3 separate regions of the Sus scrofa genome follow, and all the other regions are linked to region 1. The links are chromatin contacts, called in public HiChIP or PLAC-seq maps. All regions are on one chromosome and are shown on one strand. The core of a region is the stretch at or near the end of the contact, and the rest is flanking DNA. Distances in the headings are between cores, read along the strand shown.

Region 1 (2,732 bases), core at 146-2,645:
AGAACCGCTTTCCACTTTGCCTACTTGGCAAATTCTTCTTACCTATGAATGGCCAGCTGAAGCACTCTGTTCTCTGTAAAACTTTCCCTGAATTGCCTTACCCCACACCTGAACCCCAAGTAGAATTAAAGACTCTGTCCTGTGGCTATGACAGTATCTTGTCCAATATCTACCGGATGGCTACCGCTGGCACACACAGTGTGCCAGGGATAAGTGATGGAGGTACCCAAATGTGAACGAGAGGGATATGGCCCCTGGGGCTGTAGTACTTGAACTTAGAATGGTTAAACATCCTGTCACCAACTGGTGTGAACAATGCTCTAGCAGGACAGACTCAGGGAGCACATCATAAGCACGCCTCTCCCAGATGCCTTCTTTGTGGGGGATGAACATATTGAGCCCGAACTGTAAGTCTCTGAGCCCACAGGAACCCCAGGGTTTGTAAACCTACTTGTGTGTTTAAGTATATAAGCTCAAGGGTGTCTTTTTCACATCACGATTGGTTATATGAGAGTTGTCTTCACTACACAAATTACTGAATAGGCATTCTTATATTACATATATGCCCCAGTATCCTTGCAATGACTCTCTTAGCCAGGAAACTTAGGTATTGATTTTTTCAAAAAAAAAAAAAAAAAACAAAGAACAACAAAATAGCCCCAACACAATTAGAATGATTAAGTAAAAATGAATTCTGCAAAAGGTGTGCAATTTACTTAACACTAATGCACTACCAAAAAGAGTTCAGGATTTCAATGATTGGAGTTCTGTGAGGTTGAGAAGAGAGCTTAATAATGAGGTGAGCAGCTTTGTTAAGTCACCTAACATATTGCAGCAGACTTTTTTAACACTAGTGTTGGAGGGCAAGACCAAAACTTGATATAACCTGACTTAGGAAGTTGTTTATCTACCAACTGCAATCATCTAAAACTCTTGCTAAGAAGCAAAAAGAATATTTTCAGAGCAACAGTTGAGCGGTCCAAATGTGTCACAGAATCTATGCACTAAGGTTCATGTGCTTTACTCCTTGGTGAGCACATTAGTTCCTTCCAGGGAACCCACTCAGTTTTACTTTAGACTGTATTGTGACAAGTGAGGCTATCTGGATTCTCAGACCTCACCAGACTAGCAGCTGCCAATCAGAAGAGGAGGAGAATGTTGGAGGCAGGCATGCTGGCAAAAGAGAGAAAAGACACCAGATTGTCAGTTAGAGAAGGGGGAGAGAAACTACAACGGGCAGAGATAATCACTCAGTCCCAGTATCCCAGAGTCTTTCAGGGCAGAGACTGATGGCTTATATACCTCCTGGGAGCAGCCTTAACACCTTGGAAGAAGCCTGATAAAGAACAGGAACTGGACGTAGTTGCTAAATCCACTATAACCTACTATATAATAAACACTTTAAATAAAATTAACCCAGAATTTCGACAAAAAGCCAAACTGTTTTAGAAAACAGAAATATTTATAATACATAGAAAACATTTGTACAAGAGTTAAAACAAGTTTGACTTTTTTTATTTTTAAACAAGTTTGACTCCTTAAAGAGCCAAGCTCCAATTATGCTGATCATCACTTAATTGGAAGACTTGGCTTTGCATCAATCCTGGGTTAATGTTATGCTATAGAACAGCAGACTTTACCAAGTTGTCTTGAACAGATTTCAAACAGTGGTATATGCAAATAACAAACTATCATAAGAGGTCTAAACTGTATAAGAGGGCGACAGACTGCACAGTTGAATCAACCACCAGAGTGATGTAAAAGAATTGTTCTAAAATGCAGTATCACCATGGAGCAAAATAAACCTACCATGTACCCAGCACTGTGCTACGGGCTGGATTTAAGAATTAATTTGAAAAATTGCTTTCACTTTTCAGATTGTGAAGGTATTCCAGAACTCTCATTCATATTTGTAAAGGTTAAATGACATTTTAAATGCACAGCACAGCCATTACATAACAGGCATAGAATACTGTTTATGACTTGGATAGTTCTTTTTTTTAAGTGCACCAGCAACTCTATTTTCAAATGCTATGGAATTCACAAGGTTTCCTACATAGAAGAATGGAATGCCTCATCCACTCACTTGTTTTGTGTAATAAGTGTTTTAAAACAGGCATGCCATTTCGGAGTTTAAAGGGAGGCTAAGCTGCACTTTAGCGTTTCGGAGCAAGCAAAAACAATTTCAGCAACGGTACTCATTTCCCCCGGTAATTTTGTTTTTCATGGCGAGTTACTAAATGCTAGATGCTAGTAGTCAAAAAGAAACCTGACATCTGGGGAGGTGTTGAGGGGGTGTTAATAGTTCTAGTTAGATGTCTGGGGAGCGCTGAGGATAAGATTTTAAAACAGCAAATACAGGGAGAAAGGGGAAATTACGGTTTCGTATGACTCTCTCCTCCCTCCACTTTCTCTCTTCACCAATCCTTATCCCCCTCAATTTAGAGGCGGGTTCAGCGAGATCTGGCTGCAGGAAACCAAGAGGCTCCACCGCGCTGCCGCCCCAGCCTCGTGATGTAATTGTTATTTCTTATTCGGAGCTTGAACCAGGGAGAGCTGCTGAAGAAGTGGCAGCCCTGTGCCTTTTGCCTTGTCTGGTCGGGTCAGATTCTTCCCGGGGATGATGTAGATTCGCTGACGGACTCCGCTGGAGACTTCGCAGTGACAAAGCAGCTGAAGAAAAACCCTGCTCCTGGGTCCTCCGTCCGTCTGGGGAGCCGAACGGAGCACTC
Region 2 (2,732 bases), core at 66-2,565, 690 kb after region 1:
CAGTTAGACTAATGATGTTAAACCAATTTCCCTGATTAAGTCTACAGTAAAGTGAAAAGGGGACTTATTCAATACTTATATTTTATAGATTTAAAAAAGTGCTTTACATATTATTTGTTTTACCTTGATAGAAATTTATAGTTTCTTTTTTCAATAAATTATTAATGTATAGTTGATTTCGAATATTGTGTCAATTTCTGCTGTACAACAAAGTGACCCAGTCATACATACACATACATTCTTTTTCTCATATAGTGTCATTTTTATATGTAATCAGAAGAATGGCTGTCATATTTATTTGACGCTTGTACTTATTAACAAAAGCCAGGATTTGAAAGGTTCTGTCCCCTGAATGTGAAATCCTTTTTAAAAATTTTTCTTTTTAGAACTACAGAACCCACATGTGCTAAGGGCTATTTCTAAGGTCTATTTCTAAGATCCTGTCTTGCATAGTGGTGAGAAATAAAACAAATTGAGTTTTTATTAGGGAAATCACTCCAGATATGCTACACAACTGCAGGGTTCCTTTCCTTAGCACATGACTTCTATCGTGGAGGAAGCACGTGTTGTGGGAGGAGAGGGGAGTGGCAGATCAAGGTACAGATAAGGTCTGCAGTTTCTGGATTTTCCGGAGGCCTCAGTGTCCCTGTACTCTGTCAGTTGACACACAGTTTATTTATCCCGAATCTCTCCTGGGGTTTTAATGGGCTCTACTGATGGTAAATTTCCATTCTGACCTCTACTCCTTCAGTCAAAGTCAAATCCATTCATTCTTTTCTCAAATGTGTGTTTCTGGTAACAGGGGAGTCACCTAATCCCTTCAAAAATGCCTCTTTGCTTAGGCAGCCACCTCCACTGAGATAGTGAAGGTTTAAGTTTCACACCATCCTCCTGAGCGTGTGTGTGTCTGATTTACTAGGAAAACAAAGATCTAAGACATCAATTCACGTTTCCAGATCTCAACAGTTAGCTCTCCCCACTTTCCTTTTTCCCTCAGACCAGCCAGAAAACCGCCCCGCTTTTTCCCACCCTGCTCCACCCCGAGCTTTACCTGCGTCCAGGAGCCTTGGGGGACCCGCTGGTAGGAGCCGCTAGCGCCCCATCTCCACAGGCTGGAAAACATGGCCCGCGGGGATTCTTGGCGACGGCGACAGCGACGGCTAAGGGAAGCGGAGAGAGGTGCTGCGGCTGTCACCTCTCTTGGCAGGGGACCGTCAGTCCCGCCGGAGCCTGGAAGGTGGAAGGAAGGGAGCACTCAGCCGGGCGTGTCAGCTGTCGCCCTGCCCTCTACCAGCACTTCCTGCCAGCGCCCTGAGCTGCGAGTTGGGGCAGGAAGGGAGGAAGGCGGGGGCTGAGAAGAAATGAGACCTTCGGTGGAGTCCAAAGATCTCTGCTTTTTGAGAAGTTTGCACTTGACTCAGTAGCTCCAGATTTCTCAATTTCCAGGGTTACTTTAGAAAACGTACCCCTTGTCTATAGAAGAGCAAACTCTTTTCCCCTTGGGATGTCATTTATTTATTTGCAAACAGAAGGTAAACAGCTGTCCCCTACAGAAAACTGTTAAGGACAACAAGTGTCAGTAGAATTTTACAGAAATTTTATTGCAAGGGGCTTTAAAATTAGAACGTTAATGGAATGCTTCCCTAAGTATTAGAAAACAGTAACAGTATATAGAATCTAAATTTTACTCTCCAAACTAATCATAAAGCTATGTAATAAGTGGAAACACATTGTAGTAACTAAGAGTAGCAAAGAACTAAATAAAATATGTGCCATACAAAGGGGGGTATGAAAATTAAGGATGACATTTTGCCTTTTAATAAATATTGATGGATCATAGACCTTGTATAAAGAAATGTTGGTGTGTGCAAATAATCATTTTCCATGGGATGTGTCATTGGTCTGATGAAGTACTTTGTTTCAATTGACTTAGAAATTGAAATAACAGAAGGAGGAGTAATTGTAAGAATTCTGTGTAGTGGGGATAAGGATAAGTCAACGTGATGATTTTACAAGGATGGGTATTGTGTTTCAGGACCAAGGAACATTCTGTCTGCTTCTTGAAATCAATGCTAGAGGTAGGCAGAAAAAATTAAATATTTAATACAAGGAAAAGCCAGTATCCTAAAGAAAGGGGCTCAAAGATGGTACTTAGGGGGAGTTTTGGTCTGCCCACAGAACAGGTCAAACTGAGAAATCCAAATATGTCTACACAGGGATTAAACCAAATGATACCTCATGGAATTAAAATACTGGGGAATGTTTAGAAACACAATTTATTTGACTCTCTTCAAACCATATTTGTCTGGCCCTATGCAAAACGGAAGTTGTAGTTTTCATTTTAAAGTAAATAAGACTGAAGAACTGAGGTCATAGTTCAAAACTTAGACATTTTGTCTCACTTCTTCCAGAATTTTTCACAAATTCACAGGCCGAAATAGGGACATGATCAATTCAGCAGCCTCTCCTTGAGGGGCCCTTTCCCCATCTGTATTTTTAAACTCTTCCCTCTGGATTCTACACAGAAAAGACAATGTCATCTTATACATTTAGTTCCTGCTTTTTCACATATAAGGAGAGAAGAAACTTGAACCTGTACCATGTGGGGTCGGGGGGGGGGGGGGTGGGGGACGAGGACCTAAACATAGCTCAGGCTCCAAACTCAAGGAAGTTTTCCTTCCTCCCTCCCTTTGGTTAGTCTCCTCAGGAAAGGGTGGTTCTAGCAACTGGAA
Region 3 (2,732 bases), core at 109-2,608, 590 kb after region 1:
AATTCTGTTTCTGCCCTATGTCCATATTGCAATTGTGTTATACATCATAATAAATTACATTTATGTGTTTACCTTCTTTCTCTCCTGGTTGTTACTAGCGGCTAACACTGTGCTCAATAAATGATTTTCATGAATTAAGTGTTTGAATTATGCATTCTTCCTAAGGAAATGAGAGAGAATAGTATTCACAATAAATATATATACACTTTTTATTCTTTGCATTATGAAATACTTTTTAAAAATACACAAAAGTGGAGACAACATTATAATGAATCCCCATGAAACATAATTCAGTTTCAGCAACTATCAATATTTTCATACATATTTTTAAATCTTCTAGAAATCCAGTGGCAGATTATTCCCCTAGCAGGCTGACCTCTTGTCAACGGGATTGTTTGACTTATAATTAAGGTGAGGAAATAGATTTCAAGTCTCCGGGTCATAGTTTTAACGAACTTCAACTGCAGTAATGGACAAAATACTCTCAGAAGGCGCCAATTAAGTACTACCAGTGACCACGAAGCGAGAAAAATCGCGTCTGTTAAAGAGACTATAACCAGAAAAACGCTTCCCAAGTGTCCTGAATGTCCACAGCATGTTATGGGATCTGTGTATGAATGAAACCATTCCTATCACTTATGACTTAAGAGAAAGCTAGGGTATTTTGTTTAGATTTTTGTTTTCTTAGGCCACCTCAGTGTTAGCAATAGAGAAAATGTGTGTGTCCCCCACCACCTTTGGATAAATCTGACTGAAGACTTCCTGAATTCATTTTTCTCAAAACAAAAGCAGAGGACCGATGATCTTTAGGGAGTTACAGGGACGCCCGCCCCTGCTTCCCCCTTCGCCTGCCCGCACTGCGGCAGGGCCTCTTCTAGGGATGCTGGGGGCGCGGGGCGGAGCGGGGGGGGGGGTACGTTTACGCACCCGCATCTGGAATCTAAGATTCAAGGCAAAACAGCATGCTTCAAAAGCTAGTATCTACAACATAACAAAGGCTGGACCCTGGGCCTGCTTAGCGACATCACCAAAACGCAGTAACCTAACGGTCCTCACTCTCCCACAGGCGAGCGCAGAGAGGCCAAAACTACCCTTCCCAGAATGCAAAGCTGTGGGGCGGTGCTAAAGGAGAGTTTTTACCTCAATTTGGCTCGAGGCCCTTCAGGTTTGCTGGGTAAACCCAGTCCCTCCGCTCTGCTCTCCTCCAGCTCAGCCTAATTGGCTCGGTCGTCCGTGCGTGGGAGGGCGGCTCAGGCGTCACTGGCAGCGGTTGAATGGGGGCCCTTAGCTCCGCGTCCTCATGGTAAATGAAGTCCTTTCTCCAGCCGGCGGTGTAGTTTCTCCGGCCGCATCGCAGCAATTGGACTACATTTCCCAGGGAAGCGCGGGGCTGCCGGGGCGGTGTGGGGGCGGTGCCTCATATCTGGTACAGTCATCCCAAGCCTCTTCGGCGGGACTGTGATGGCTGGAGAGATGACGATCTTAGGTCAGTGACCGGGGTCTCTGAGGTTGTTTCGGGCACCGGAGCGGTTTGGGGAGGCCGGGCTGGAGGAGGCGGTTGTCGTATGTGCTGGATCCCGCTGGCGCAGCTGGAAGGGCGCCAGAAAGATGACTTAGAGGCGGTTTGGGGCTGTTTGCGACGTCGGGTTGGGGGTCTCTTCTAGGAAGGCCTGGGCCGCAGTAGGCCCAGGTAGGGCTGGCGGCCATCCTCTGCGTACATTCCAGGGACCTCGGGCATTGGGAAGAATTCTTTTCTAGAGAATGTCGATCTTTGAATCTTTGGTTGAATAGGGGCTTTTGAGAGGCTGCCAGAATGTGCGTCTCCTAGACCCCTTTGTGGAGGAAGGGGAGGAGCAAGCAGCAGCATCCTGACCTGTGGATTCCTGGGATGCTGGATTTTGAGAGGTCCGGGCCTCTTTGATGTATTGTCCAATGTTCTTTCCACCAATCTTGGAAGAAATTACCCTCTCGGGACGAGAAAGTGGTGAAATGCTTCGAAATGCGTATGTAGGAGCAAGAGGAAAGTGGGATTGGCACCTGATTTCATTTCTTTGAGTTATGTGTTGATGAGGATGAGCTAACAATTAGTTAAACTGACTCCTACAAATTGTCGTTTGGGGTTGTATGTAACATGGATGGACACAGGTGTATAACACAGTGTCCTGAAGCCAAATAAAAGATTAATTGTAAATTTAAAGCGGCCTCTTTCTTCATCACCCATGTATACAATTTTCATGGCTTTGGTTCATACATATTTTTTTTTCCATCAATTAATATTTATTGAACAATCTGAAGTTGGCTAGGGACCATTCTTGGTGCAGGGAATACAATGATAAACGAAACCTGACTTTAAGGAGCTTTGTGTTTTCATCAGGGTTACATACTTTTATTATTCTCCTTCCCTAAATATCTGTAAGAAGTATTTCCTTAATTCATATTTAATACAGAAAAAGGTAACTATGTTCTGTTATGAAGTGACAGTTTAATGTCTAAGCAACTTCCAAAATTATTTTAATACAGCTTATTCATTTCATCCTTTTGAAAGGAAAAAAGAGGGGGATAAAGAGGTTTAACCTTTAACAACAGGTTTTGCTGTGAAAATGTTAACAATAATGATATATAAAACATAAAACTGTAAATCTAAATAGCGATCGATCAGGATTTGGATTATATCTGGCTTTTGCTCTAGGTGAATGACTTTTCCTGTCAGCATTAGCACAGTTGTTATTCAA

What was found. HiChIP or PLAC-seq counts read pairs in DNA pulled down with a chosen protein or histone mark.
Region 2: a contact with region 1 is called in an H3K27ac HiChIP or PLAC-seq map of alveolar macrophages. The contact joins the promoter of LOC100152428 here to the promoter of NRIP1 in region 1. A contact is called at or near these places in 2 of 47 Hi-C or Micro-C datasets (embryonic fibroblasts and heart right ventricle) and 2 of 2 datasets of contacts at active chromatin or transcription factors (alveolar macrophages and skeletal muscle).
Region 3: a contact with region 1 is called in an H3K27ac HiChIP or PLAC-seq map of alveolar macrophages. The contact joins the promoter of HSPA13 here to the promoter of NRIP1 in region 1. A contact is called at or near these places in 2 of 5 promoter capture datasets (fetal liver and liver), 3 of 47 Hi-C or Micro-C datasets (embryonic fibroblasts, heart right ventricle and liver) and 2 of 2 datasets of contacts at active chromatin or transcription factors (alveolar macrophages and skeletal muscle).

The regions. Positions count from the first base shown.
Region 1 is chr13:179,914,889-179,917,620 of Sscrofa11.1, reverse strand. NRIP1 (nuclear receptor-interacting protein 1) reads left to right here and starts at 1,395. Exons shown (of 3, transcript XM_021070819.1): 1 at 1,395-2,732.
Region 2 is chr13:179,223,943-179,226,674 of Sscrofa11.1, reverse strand. LOC100152428 (multidrug resistance-associated protein 1) reads right to left here and starts at 1,315. Exons shown (of 28, transcript XM_005670294.3): 1 at 1,052-1,315. The coding sequence starts at 1,123.
Region 3 is chr13:179,319,923-179,322,654 of Sscrofa11.1, reverse strand. It overlaps HSPA13 (heat shock 70 kDa protein 13), which reads left to right and starts at 1,358. Exons shown (of 5, transcript XM_001924920.6): 1 at 1,358-1,486. The coding sequence starts at 1,462. LOC102161811 (a long non-coding RNA gene) reads right to left here and starts at 1,271. Exons shown (of 7, transcript XR_002338005.1): 1 at 1,141-1,271.